3 separate regions of the Mus musculus genome follow, and all the other regions are linked to region 3. The links are chromatin contacts, called in public promoter capture Hi-C maps. All regions are on one chromosome and are shown on one strand. The core of a region is the stretch at or near the end of the contact, and the rest is flanking DNA. Distances in the headings are between cores, read along the strand shown.

Evidence for each region. Promoter capture Hi-C pulls out the DNA fragments that hold promoters and counts their contacts. Capture Hi-C pulls out chosen DNA fragments and counts their contacts.
Region 1: a contact with region 3 is called in a promoter capture Hi-C map of adipose tissue, with 2.4 times the contacts expected there. The contact joins two enhancer-like sites. A contact is called at or near these places in 1 of 39 promoter capture datasets (pre-B cells), 1 of 484 Hi-C or Micro-C datasets (bone marrow-derived macrophages) and 2 of 9 other capture datasets (adipose tissue and macrophages).
Region 2: a contact with region 3 is called in a promoter capture Hi-C map of liver, with 2.8 times the contacts expected there. The contact joins two enhancer-like sites. A contact is called at or near these places in 3 of 39 promoter capture datasets (3T3-L1-derived adipocytes and liver) and 1 of 9 other capture datasets (adipose tissue).

The regions. Positions count from the first base shown.
Region 1 is chr5:139,219,321-139,223,737 of GRCm38.p6, forward strand. It overlaps Sun1 (Sad1 and UNC84 domain containing 1), which reads left to right. Exons shown (of 23, transcript NM_024451.2): 3 at 4,274-4,417. Among named protein-coding and RNA genes, the nearest start is that of Sun1, 21 kb to the left of the region's middle. Within about 2 kb of position 1,406, at least 24 of the 459 cell types and tissues checked have an H3K27ac peak or open chromatin away from gene starts, as enhancers often do. A contact at or near this core is called in adipose tissue, where this site is marked.
Region 2 is chr5:138,789,851-138,793,782 of GRCm38.p6, forward strand. It overlaps Fam20c (family with sequence similarity 20, member C), which reads left to right. Exons shown (of 10, transcript NM_030565.6): 4 at 3,337-3,429. Among named protein-coding and RNA genes, the nearest start is that of Gm5294, 28 kb to the right of the region's middle. Within about 2 kb of position 1,386, at least 3 of the 459 cell types and tissues checked have an H3K27ac peak or open chromatin away from gene starts, as enhancers often do. A contact at or near this core is called in liver, where this site is marked.
Region 3 is chr5:138,977,844-138,982,331 of GRCm38.p6, forward strand. It overlaps Pdgfa (platelet derived growth factor, alpha), which reads right to left. Exons shown (of 6, transcript NM_008808.4): 5 at 1,303-1,429. Among named protein-coding and RNA genes, the nearest start is that of Pdgfa, 15 kb to the right of the region's middle. Within about 2 kb of position 2,943, at least 43 of the 459 cell types and tissues checked have an H3K27ac peak or open chromatin away from gene starts, as enhancers often do. A contact at or near this core is called in adipose tissue and liver, where this site is marked.

The DNA of each region.
Region 1 (4,417 bases), core at 156-2,655, 240 kb after region 3:
AGTTGGGGAGGAAAGGGTTTATTCGGCTTACACTTCCATGCTGCTGTTCATCACCAAAGGAAGTCAGGACTGGAACTCAAGCAGGTCAGGGAGCAGGAGCTGATGCAGAGGCCATGGAGGGATGTTCTTTACTGGCTTGCTTCACCTGGCTTGCTCAGCCTGCTCTCTTATAGAGCTAAGACTACCAGCCCTGAGATGGTCCCACCCACAAGGGGCCTTTCCCCCTTGATCACTAATTGAGAAAATGCCTTACAGTTGGATCTCATGGAGGCATTTCCTCAACTGAAGCTCCTTTCTCTGTGATAACTCCAGCTGTGTCAAGTTGACACAAAACTAGCCAGTACAGAGAGTTCCAGGGTAATTCAGACCCTATCTCTAAATACATACATACATACATACATACATACATACATATATACATACATGCACACACACACACACACACACACACACACACACACACACACACACACACACCAGCCTGGCTTATAGAGAGTAGCCCTGGCTGTCCTGGAACTCACTTTGTAAACCAAGCTGGCCTCGAACTCAGAAATCTGCCTGCCTCTGCCTCCCAAGTGCTGGGATTAAAGGTGTGCGCCATCATGCCTGGCTCTACCTTATTTTTGAGACAGGATCCTAACCTGAGACTCATTGACTGAGGTAGGCTGGCTGGTAGGGATCTGCCTGGTACTGGGGTTACACTCACAGGCTACCCATTCTTACTTTTTGTGGGTGCTGGGGATTAAACTGCCGCTTGTATTCCAAGCACTTTACTAACGGATTTATCTCTGCAGCTGCTGACTTTATTTGTTGAGAGGATCTTACGAGGCTGTGCTGAAGTTCAGTTATGTGTTGCTAGCCTGGCATGGCTCCATGCCCAGTGCTATGATAGAGTCTTGTGTCATTGTCTAGAGAAGACTCGAGGCTCCTCTTGGAGGATTGAGGTGGCTTGTGTTGTTCTTGGACCCACCTGTTGTCAGCCCAGTCAGCTGCTCACAAGGGTCACAGCAGCTGCCTTTGCCTCCCTCAGAGAGGAAACCTCTCCCAGAAGCCCTCTGGTCTTGAACTGTATGCTCTGTAGACAGTCCTACTTTCTCTCTGGGAGGAGGGAGGGAGGGAGGCTGCCTACAGGGGGTGAGGTGACTGCAGTTAGCCAGCCTCAGTGTGCCTAGGAGCCAGGAGGCTGTAGCAGGCCAAATACATAGAAAGCCCAGTGGTGGGACTGAACACTGAGTCAGCTGCTTGAAGCCAGGGCCTCGGGGGTGAGCTGCTCTGCTGGACTGGGGCACCATGTGGCTAAGTATATTTGTTACTTTTCACGTCAGGGCCCTGATATGAGTCTGGATGCTGTGGTAGGACCCACAGGAGAACCTAAGGTGTGGAGATTGAAAGAAGTGACTAATAAGAAAGGGTCCCTGGAGGCTGGGAGGGACCCAGTATAGGGCACAGGACATGGCTTCAGGACGCTAGTTGCTACGGCAGGAAGGAAGGAAGGAAGGGTGTGTGTCAGGCTTCCCTCTTTGAGGAACTCTATGTGTGTATATGTGTGTGTGTCTGTGACAGCAGCTGCCACTCAATAGAGCAGAGACAGTAGGTTAGAGACTTGCCTAGGCTACAAAGTGAATTCGAGGGTCTATGGATTCCACAGGCTTAATGGGTTAAATCACATATAACTACCAAGTCCAATGAATTGACTCCTATCCCTGGGAAACAAATGATGGGAAGAGAGAATTGTTGTTCAAAGTTGTCCTCTGACCTGCACATAAAATTCTGCCAGCCCCACCCCTGCTCAATGTAAAATTTAATTTTTTTTCTAATAACTAAGTTCTTGGAGAGTGGGTCTATAAGAGCTGTTACTTTTTTTCTCAGGATAGTCTTTGAGACTTATAACTAGCGTCTGTGTCTTCATCTGCCACTTTGTTCTTCCTGTCCTGGATGGAGCCTGTAAACACAGCTACTAAAAATGCTTCAGGATTCAGGGGTTTATGCTGCCTGGAGTGGGATGCAGGGTCCCTCCTGCATCCGGCTCTAGGTGTCCTTATGAATGGAAACCATGCTTAGGGGTAATAGGTTATAGCCTGGACAACCTGGGTAGCTGGTGACACACTAAACTACAGTCCCTACAGAACTGGGGATACAGCAGATAAACAGTAGAGACCTGGAAACTGTCAAGTCCGGTTCTTCATTTGGAGGTCAGTAGGGGAGCTGGTCCCCTCTTTCTTCCCTTTCCTTTTGTATCTCTGTCCCAGACGCTGCTGTGCTATCAAGATTTCGAATTCTTCATTGCCCAGCACACAGAGAACGTGTGAGAACCTTCTAGATACTTCTGAGCTTATGTGTTATGTAGAGACTTATGTGAGTTTCTTTCACAGTGTGTCAACCTTCTCATCAGTGGAAAAATACGGGTCAGAAGCCTTTGGGGAAGGTGTAATTGGACTCACAGTTTTGCGGGTCTCAGGCTGTGGTCCTTGGCTGTTGATTCTGGACCATGGGATGTATAATCGAGCTGAGTTGCTTACCTCATTGATGAACCAGGACAGAGAACATGGAAATAATTGGAGACCAAGCATAACTTTGAAAGGCACAGTCTCAGGCCCTACCTATTGTTTCCAGAATGCTTCAGATCAGCTCCTGCAGCTAGAGATGAAGCCTTTATCCACATACCCTGTGGCGTCATTTCATATCCAGCCCATAGTAAGCAGTGTGAGTGGAACAGTTTCTGTTTTCTCTTAGCCTTCCATGTGTCTCTTGCAGGACAGTCTGGTCCTTTGCATACAGAATAGCAGCAGACAGCCTTTGCTCTTCCTACCATACTACAGGATCAAACACTCCCTGAGCTGTGAGGCTCCCTTACCTAGCAGCTAGAATCTGAGGGTGAATGTGTGTTGAGGAAGGGGAACCTTAGTCACTGTTCTGTTGCTGTAAAGAGACACAATGACCAAAGCAACTCTTAAAAACAAAAACATTTAATCAGAGACTTGTGTACAATTTCAGGGGATTATTCCATCAACAAAGCCATTCCTCCTAATCCTTCTCAAATAGTTCTACTCCATGGGGACTAAGCATTGTATATGAGACTATGCAAGCCATTCTTATCCAAACTATCACAGTTCTGGTCTATATCTGCAAGATTAATTCTGATGTAAAATATCATCTTTGTAAACTAAAGCCATAATTATATACAGTACTTTGCTAGAAGGAAGTTGTCTGATTTTAGGGTTCACTGAAACTAGCTAGCTAGTGTTCTCATTGAACACATGCTGTCAGCTCCTATCTCATCCTGTCTTGGCCGTTAATCTGGTACACCAGAGTATCCTAAAGTCCATGCCTGCTGACGCCAATTGCATCGCCTTCTGAGTAGTCAGACTAGTGGTGCTTACCAGGCTGGCTTGGTATTCCATCTGTAAGGTCTTACATCACCCAGACCCTCAAGGCTCCAGAGCCCTTGTGTTAACAGGACATAATTATGGCTTGAAAGCCTCTAACCTCATGGCTGCTAAGGTTGCCCATAAAGGAGTGTTCCCCAAGGTGTCTGCTGTTCCCTCACCTACTTTGTTCTCATGAGGTGTCCAACCGACAGCACTCTTTGCCTCTTCCCCCTAGCTGCCTCATGCTTATCGGTCGTCACCCTCATCACTGCAGCTTTTTCTCCAGTGGTACTAGGTTCCTTGTGTCTTGATGAAGATGGGTGCTGCTGATGGGGGTAGCATAGTCTTAACCCAAGAGTACCTGAGTGGGCAGCCAGCTGCCTTCTTCTGGCCTAAACAAACTGGGTATCACTCAGAGTGAAAATACATTCTGTCCACTGCACTGAGCTGACAACTGCCAGGGAGGCATTGGACGTAACAGGCTTTTCCATGACTCGGGTTTTCTCTTAATCTAGCTTCAGTTTATAAAATGTGTGCTCTAGGGCTTTCCATTTTCTTCTCAAGAACATACTACTAAATTCACTTTTAGTCTCTGCAGTGTCACTGTCTTGTTAGTTGCTCCATTGGGCCTGGTGTCTGCTTATAAGGGTGTTCTGATTTTATCATGATACACAGACACCATTCCCATTCTAACAGTCTTGGCCTGCCTCAAACAACTGTTCTCAGCCAAAGTTCCAGGCCTGCCAGTCTGGGTCTGCAGGTGAAGGAGGTTGGCAAAGGCGCATGCGCAGCTGCTTACCTGACTGATACCTGTCCTTGCAGTGCAGTGAAGCTATAACTAAGGACTGTTGTGACTCCTTACCTGGCTGGCCGCCCGTGCTTCCTCTAGCCATGTCTTCTTCCAGTTCTAGTTACTCGTCGGATGCTCTGGATTTTGAAACTGAGCACAAGTTGGAACCTGTATTTGACTCTCCAAGGATGTCCCGCCGCAGCTTGCGTCTGGTCACAACAGCTTCGTACAGCAGTGGGGACAGCCAGGCTATTGATTC
Region 2 (3,932 bases), core at 136-2,635, 190 kb before region 3:
GTATGACTGTATGCATGTGTCAGCATATGCACGCTTGTTGTGGGTGGTCAGAACTTAACCATCTCAGCCCTGCATGGACCCTCAGCAGCCACTGTGTGGTAGATATCCATTCAACAAGCTTATCAGTCTGTCGACACCCCCACTCTGGGAGAGAGGAGGCTGGGAACATAGCTCAGCCATTAAACTGCTTGCCTAGGCATGGACCTCAGAGAACACTGAGCACAGGCCCCGTACAGTTAGTTACAGTAGGCGGCTGAGACCAGGGAGGGCTGAGACAGATTCTTTCATCTTTCACTATAGGACATTGGGGTGCATATGTGTAACTTTAGCATAGGAAGTCTGAGACAGACAGATTCCAGGAGCTTTCTGGCCAGCCAGCCGGGCCAATTTTGTGAGTTCCAGGCCAATGAAAGACCTGAAAGGAAAAAAAAAAAAGAAAAGAAAAGGTGGATAAGGCTGTCCTGGTGGCATAAACTTCTACTCCCAGCATTTAGGAAGCAGACTCAGGCAGGTTTCTGTGAGTTTGAAGCCAGCCTGGTCTACATAGTGAGCCCCAGGACAGCCAGGACTACATGAGAATCTGTCTGAGAAAACAAACAATAACAAAAGACAAACAGATGGGATGCTCCCGAAAAACAACACTCGGGGTTTTCCTCTAGCTTTCACATGCACCCGTGTACAGCCACTGCCATTCCTAGTCATCAGCCCGTCAAAGTGAGTGGCCATTGAGCCATGGGCCCCTATTACCCCTCACAACGCACGCGAGCACACACACACACACACACACACATACACACACACGCGCGCATATGCACAGGCATGCACACACGCCTTCCCACACTGGCTTCTGGAAGACTAAGGAGGAAACGTTTGATCAAGTCAGGAAACTATCAGAGATAGTTGGCCACTGCCCACCACCTGAACCCCACCCAGGCCACTTGTGCATACCTTGTACATAAATCTAATCACTCAGCAATGTAGGGGGCATCAGCCTCACCTGCCAGTGTGACTGAGGACTGGGAGGGCCCAGCAACCTCAGCTGTGTCTCTGCAAGGAAGAATCTAAAGCTGGAAGGTGTGTGGGACTCCATTGTGGGAGCATCCAGGCCTAGGAGGCCCGAAAGTGCCCACTGATCAGGGCTGAGCCCCAGGACCACATCCTGGGAGGAGTTCTCGCTTGAATGTATGGCCCAGGGTGGAAGCAGGGAGCCGGGGAGGGTCCAGATTTCATGCTAACATTGCTTCAGACAAGACTTTGGGCAATGGCAGGCTAACAATTCCACATCAAGGTCAAATTACGTCAGCAGAGGGAACTTTGATTCTTGTGGAGTGACGGTGACCTTTCATAGCTACCTGGCTTCCGTATCTTTGGCTGGCAAGGAGACGGGGAAGGTCAAATGCCAGTCCTTCCAGGGTTGTCTCCTGCTCACTGTGGGAGGCAGGGGTGTTAGTGCCTAGAGAGGATGGGCGTGTGCGCGTGTGCACACATGCACACCACACACACACACACACACACACACACACACACACACACACACACACAGAGGCATGGTGCCAAGACCCAAGCTGAACAGCCTGTGAGTCCGGGATGGGTGCATGAGAGTCCCTGGCTAGCATTAAATGACCTTTGAACTTCCTGACTGAGAAAGGGCCCTGTGGGGACCTGAGGGTTCCCCTGTCCATTCAGCAAGCTCCCTGCTCTTCTCAGCTGCTCTCCCAGGGTCCTGAGAGCTCAGGGGTCATGCCCTTTGATATAGAAAGTGTCTTAAGTTGAGAGGCTTGCTCCTCTCAAGGGCTCTAAAGCTTCCCTGGTGCAGCAGAAGGCTTTCTGTGGTTGTGGATGTGAACCACACCAGGCCATCTGCCAGAGGGCCAGATGTGGCCAACGCTCACCACTTTGATTCCTCTGAGCAGGGACGCAGACATGACTGAGGCAAGTGCAGCCTCTCTTGCTCGGGAGCAGCTTCTGATGTGCCTGCTAGCATCTCCCTGCTCACTGCTCTTGAACAGCCCCAGATGGCCTGGCGTCAACCCTCCAAGACCTGCCATCCAAGAGAAGATGTCATGGCAGGGTTAGGCAGTGGGGCAGGAGTAGGAATTACCAGGAATCCTGGACCACAGTATGTGTTCTTTGCTGTGTGCTACCTCTGTTCCTCTGGGGCCAGGGCAAAAGTCATCACCAAATACCCAGCCTCACTGAATGAATACACAGCCATAGGAACAGAGCAACAGGACCCAACAGATGGAAACCCAGGGCCTGCTCTTTACCCAAATCCCCTACTGATGAAGTTTCTAAGTGTGGGCCAGGAAAAGCATGTGTCCTCACCTGGCACACAGTGTGTCTGCTACTATAGGGTGTTGGACCTACACTGAAGAATTCAGGAAACAGAGCAACAAAACGGACAGCTAAGAAGCCATGAGTCTTGTGGGGTTAGGGCCTTGAATGTGTGACACATTGGGAATTTAAATAATTTAGAGAGAGAGAGAGAGAGAGAGAGAGAGAGAGAGAGAGAGAGAGAGAGAGTGTGTGTGTACAAGCATGTGCAAGTGGGTACGTACATGTATGTGCCTGTGTGTACCTGGACTCAAGTCAACAGCAGGTGTCACCCTTAGACACCATCTACCTTGGATTTGTTTGTTTGTTTTAAAGTTAGGGTCTCACTATGCAGCCCTGGTTGACCTTGAACTTGCTTGTAGACCAGGCTGACCTAGAACTCACAGAGATCTGCCTGCCTCTGCCTCCTGAATGCTGAGATTAAAAGCATGTGCCACCACACCTGGTGCACCTTGGGTTTCTTTTCTCCTCGCTGGTTAGAAACTCACGGCGTAGGGTTGGATTGGCTAGCCAGTGCGCCCTGGGGATCCTCCGGTCTACCTCCCCCCAGAACTGGCTTTTTAAGTGTGGGTCCTGAAGATTAAACTCAGGTCCCAAAGCATTCATTTTAGTCATTTGAACCATCTCCCCACTGCCTATAATTTATTTTTAAAAGAAACATAGGCTTATTTATGGGGCCCGGGGCGGGGGGAAGGGGCAGTATGCATGCCACAGCACATGTGGAGGTCAGAGGACAATTTGTAGGCATTGCTTTTCTCCGGCCATGTGGGTCCTGGGGGTTGAAATCAGGTCTTCGCTTTGGCAGCAAGCATCTTTAGCCACTGAGCCATCACAGTCCCTTTCATTTAACCCTCGATGATGATCCTCTGACAGCTGATTAGCAGAACACCTAGAAATGGGTGTCAGCTTGAGTTCCAGCGGCACCCACACCTCTGCTTGTCCCCTCAATCCAGAGAGTCCCCTCTGTGACAGACTCTTCCTGTCTCTATCTGTGTTCTACAGGCAGACGAGAGAGCAGGAGACGCCGCCTGACTTTTTTTATTTCTCTGACTATGAGAGGCACAATGCGGAGATCGCTGCCTTCCACCTGGACAGGTAAGTCTCCTCCATTCACACTGGCAAGAGCCATCTGGATCCAGATTCAGCTATGTCCTCGTGCATGCCACCTACTGAGAAGCATGGCCTGGCCTTAGGAATCTTTGTAGCTACAGGAGAACCTCAGGTATCATTTCTTAGAAGCTGCCCCGTATTCGGAATCACTGGAACTCTTCAAGTAGACTAGGCAGATGGCTGGCTGGCTGGCTGGCTGGCTGGTGTGCCCCAGGAATCCTCCTGTCTCTGTCCCTCAGTGCTGGGGTTATAAGCATGTGCCACCACACTTGATTGCTAGAGACTGAACCCACACTAAGCTGTCTCCCCAGCGATACATGCTACCCTCATTGCACTTATGATCCTGGTGGGCCCTGCCCTTCCCCCTGTACCCAGCAAGGAGCAGCAGGAGCACATGCTACACCATTGGGAATAAAGGGGAAAGAAATCAGGGCAGAGAGAAGCGCTCAGCATCGTGGGTGGGTTTGAACAGGTCAGGAAGGCACCTT
Region 3 (4,488 bases), core at 1,693-4,192:
GTGTGGGAGCCAGGGTTCTCAGACACCCTATCTCTGAGGACTCTCCTGCCCAGAATAACTGTTTGTCTTGGATGCCCCTAAGTCGCATGTGCCAGGAGGAAGGGCTCAGCCAGACAGGCTCCAGCCCTCTGAGCCAGACAAGCTGACACTCAGGACAGGTCTGGGAAATGATATGCCCCACCTACATTCCCTACACTTCCGGGGAAAAGCAGCCATCACAGGGTGGGTTTGCAACAAGCATTCCTAAGAGGCTCTACAGCCCTTCTTTACCTGCCTGACTCTTCCACCCCTGGAGCAGCCTCCATGGGTCCTGGCGGTAATTTTAAGGACAGAACCCACAGTACAAAAGACCACCCCATCTGGTCTTACACGGATCATTAACCTCTTCCTCCTTTCCTGAGGTCACTGCTGGTTACAAAAGATGACTGACTGACTGCCCTGGCCACTTAACTCTTCAGATCCACTCAGCCTCCTCCTCCTCCTCGGTAAACGTCTCAGTCCTTCCGCCAGTCAGCGCAGTGGGCAGTCTCTCCCCAGATAACTCCACCAGAGCCACCAGAAGCCCCCACCCACCCTTCCCGCCATGGGGCACTCGGGTGCCTGATCAACGACCAAGAGAAGGGCAAAGCTGTAGCTGCAAGGAGACCCGGCCGAGCAGTCCCAGAAGCACACAGAACCTTGAGCCAATCAGGGCCCACGGAAGCGGGATTCGCCTGTCTTGATTGTGTCCCAGCCCTGTGCGAGGGAGTCCCCAGCTCACCCGGCGGGCAGGGCCTACCTGGTCGGCCGCCTTAGGTGGGTTTTAACCTTTTCCTTTTCCGCTTTTTACCTGATTCCCTACGCCTTCCTGTCAAGGAAAGGGCAGGGGAGGTGAGTGGCCTCCGGAGGGCCTGGGGTGGGAAGCCACAGTAATAAATACTGAAGGTGTTTATCTTTCAGAGAGAAAGCCTGATCCACCCTGGTGCATAGACACTTCCGGGTCTATCTCTGCACCTGGGCTGCCTGAATGTTGGCATATACAGGTGTGCTGGGCAGGACTGAAGGGCAAGACCCTGGGCAGCAGGGTACAGCCCGAATCCAGTGTCTACTGTTCCACCTGGAGGTGGCACCTGCAGGCAGTTTCCCTGACTGTCACTCTGCAAGCTAGTGTGGACAGCTGGCAAATCCAGGCCTGCTGACTTGTTTACTCAAGCAACTTTTCCCATCGCTGTGATGGGCTTGGCTGGGTCAGATGTGACAGATCACTCATCCCATATCCCTCAGGACCCACACACAGCAAATCAGACAGTGTTGGCCACTCACCTGTCTCCTCCTCCCGATGGTCTGGGTTCAGGTTGGAGGTCGCACATGCACACTCCAGGTGTTCCTCTAACCTCACCTGGACCTCTTTCAATTTTGGCTTCTTCCTGACATACTCCACTTTGGCCACCTGCCGAGGAAACAAAAGCCAGTGTCAAAACCATGTACCCAAAGGAGACCTGCTTGGGGCACCCCAAACCAGGACTCAGATACCTAACTCTCTTCAAGGCATCTTCCCTTGAGCTCAGGTCTGCTTTCATTCGAAATAAACCCCAACGATACTAGGCCTACAGCTGCCGTCCCGGCAGCTTCTGTCCCAGCAGCCAGAAGCTCGAGGTCAGCCTGGACTACACAGCAAGGGATGTGGCTCAGCTACCAGAGCACTTCCTCAGCAGTCACAAAGCCCTGAGTTCCATCCCCAGCATCATATAAACTGAATGAATGTGGCGGCAGAAGCCTGTAATCCCAGGGCTCAGGACGTGGAGGCAAGAGAACTAGGAACTTAAGACTCCTAATTGCCCAAAAGATCTGAAGGGCGTCAGCCAAGAAAGGGTGAGCTGGACGTAGGATGGTGGAACATACTACTACTCCCTTTGTTAGTAAGAACCCAGAGTCTTGGCTAGGAACAGCAGTGTGGCTACAAAGCTTGCTGATGGAGGGAACCCTCCCAACTTGTGGTCTCTGAGAGACACGCCAACCCAGCAACACACCTCCAGGTGGTACAGAAAGTTTCTACCGGATTCTAGAACCCCAGGCAAAGGCTCCCATCGTCCTGGCCAGATGCGGAGCACTACAGCCTCATCCTCGCAACACTCGGGTCGTGAGTGTGCCAACTCCACCCCCACAGACTGTGAGTCGTGCACACAGCTCCCAACAGAGGAATGCAACTCCACACACTCCCTCCCCCCTCATCCAGTAGTTCCTTAACCCACTCCAGCCCCCACCAACTGCTGCACCAGGAGGCAGCTTGGGGCCATGCACCCTGCTCCATTCCAGCATGACGTGGCATTAGGGAACCCTCTAGGTCACCTCCCTCAGAATCCAGACACCAGGACTCATTTAACCCTCCTGGCCAGCCAGTGAGTGAGGAGGCAGGATTGTCACCTCCACAGATAGAAAAGAAAAATCAGGCACAACCAGCCCTCTCCTGAGGTGACCCGGAGAGCGTGGCTGGCGGCTTGTTCCAACCTCGATGCCACCTGGAATAAGTGTCAGAGAACAGCCACCCTCCCAGCACTGCAGAACTGCATACAACCAGTGCCAAATCTGTGTCCGACTCCCAGAGCAGCCCTAAGGGGTCTCTACCTCACATCCCGCCATACACTAGGGAAACTGAGGCTACAGCAGTACTGAACCCACTCCGGGTGGCTTAGAGCACCTAGCAGTGGCAGCCTTGTGACGTTCAATGCTGGAAACAGTGCGTGGCCCACCCAGAGTGACCGGGGGAGCTTGGGCAGGAGAACACTCCCCAGTGTTCTCCCAAGGGTATTAAAGCTCAGGCACCAAGAGGACCCTTGGAAGCTATGGTCAGCCATCCGCCAGAGTACCAGGCCAGGCAGCTTTCAGAGTCCTGGGGACCAGACTCAGCCAGACTCTGCTGTGGCTACCGACTTGGCTACATTAATGGTTAACATGGGTGCAAAGGGTGCCGGGTGCCTGGCGGGCGTGGGAAGTAGAATGGGTGCCCCAGGTGTGAACAGAGTCTGCCAAGTATGAGCTCAGCATGGAGGGCGTGGGGCCAGGGGTCAGGGGTCAAGGGCCAGCCCAGGAGGTTTCACTACGTCAGAAAGCGGGAGGGACAGCAACTTGGGGCCGTGAAAGCCAAGGAGGGTCTTCCCCTGAGAGCTGTAGGCATGTGGCAGGCTTCTGCCCAGGGGTCTTGCTCAAAATGTTTTGGTGGAGTGCTGGGCCAACCTGGGCATTTGGGTCGGGCTATGCTATCCAGATACCTCCAACCTGACCTGTGAAATAGGGACAGTGGTCACACCCACCCAGGTAGCTCATGAAAGAATAAAGTTTTCTCTGCAGCGGCAGCCAGAGGTCAAGTGGGTATGGTGGGGTAGGCTGAGGCTGGAGGATTTGCCTCAAGTCCAGCCTTGTCTACAATATGAGTTCCACGCCAGCCCCCAGCTATAAGACCATGTACCCCAAAACAAACAAAAGACACAACAGTAAAAAATCACCTAGAAATGGGACACAGCCACCCTATAGGAGGAGCTAGCTTCAACAAAATCAATATTCACACAAGGCTCCTTACTAAAATTAGCCCCCAAACACTGTTCAGGAAGTCACCATGTCCCCAGAAGCAATGCAATCCCCGGTCCCTAAGCTCAGGGTCTCACACTCCACCCCAGGGAACAGAAGGGCAACCCCTGTCTCTCCCCTTCAAGAGCCCTGAGGTAGGTCAGGGAGGGAGAACTTCTTCCAAAAGAAAAACATCAGCCAGTCCCAAGAGGAGCTGTAGGCAGAGATGCCACAGTCCCCAACCTCCAAAGATGTCTATTGCCTTTGGTGATCCAGCAAACTCCTAGACTGCCTAGATTTAAAAAAAAAAAAAAAAAGAAGAAGAAGCCTGAAAGAGACCACGGCCACAGACACCAGTGGTGGGTGCTCTCCTCTTCCACCACAGCCTCTGTGGTGGGAACCAGGTAGCCTCACGCGGCCCTGAGCACAGGCTGTCAGAAGGGGACTTGGCTTGGTTTTAACTACAGCCCTGCAGCCTGACCCAAACCCTGCCTGCAGGGCAAGTACAACCTTCTCCACTGAGCCTAGGGGTCCCCTGCATGAGGAGCAACTCATGAGCCGCTCCAGCTGGGGAGGCCCATTCTTCCAGACAGGCCCATGGTTATCAGACAGAAACAAACAGCGGTTTATAGTAGCACCTGCCTTGGGAATGCAAGGATTCCAGCCGCTCTGCCACCTCTGTCTGGCCAGGAAATGGCTACAACCACCCCTACACCCCCCCCCCCCCCGCACGCACGCGCACACACACACACACACACACACACACACACACACACACAGAACATGTTATGAATATTACATTTTCCCACTTGTGCCCCATGCATTCCAGAGCTCCCTCAAGTTTAACGCAGAGGATCACCTGGCCAGGCCATTATCCAATCACTCCTCTGCACGGAGGAGGGGTAGGAGGGGTGGGGGGGTTGTCTTTCTACTCCAAGCCTCAGG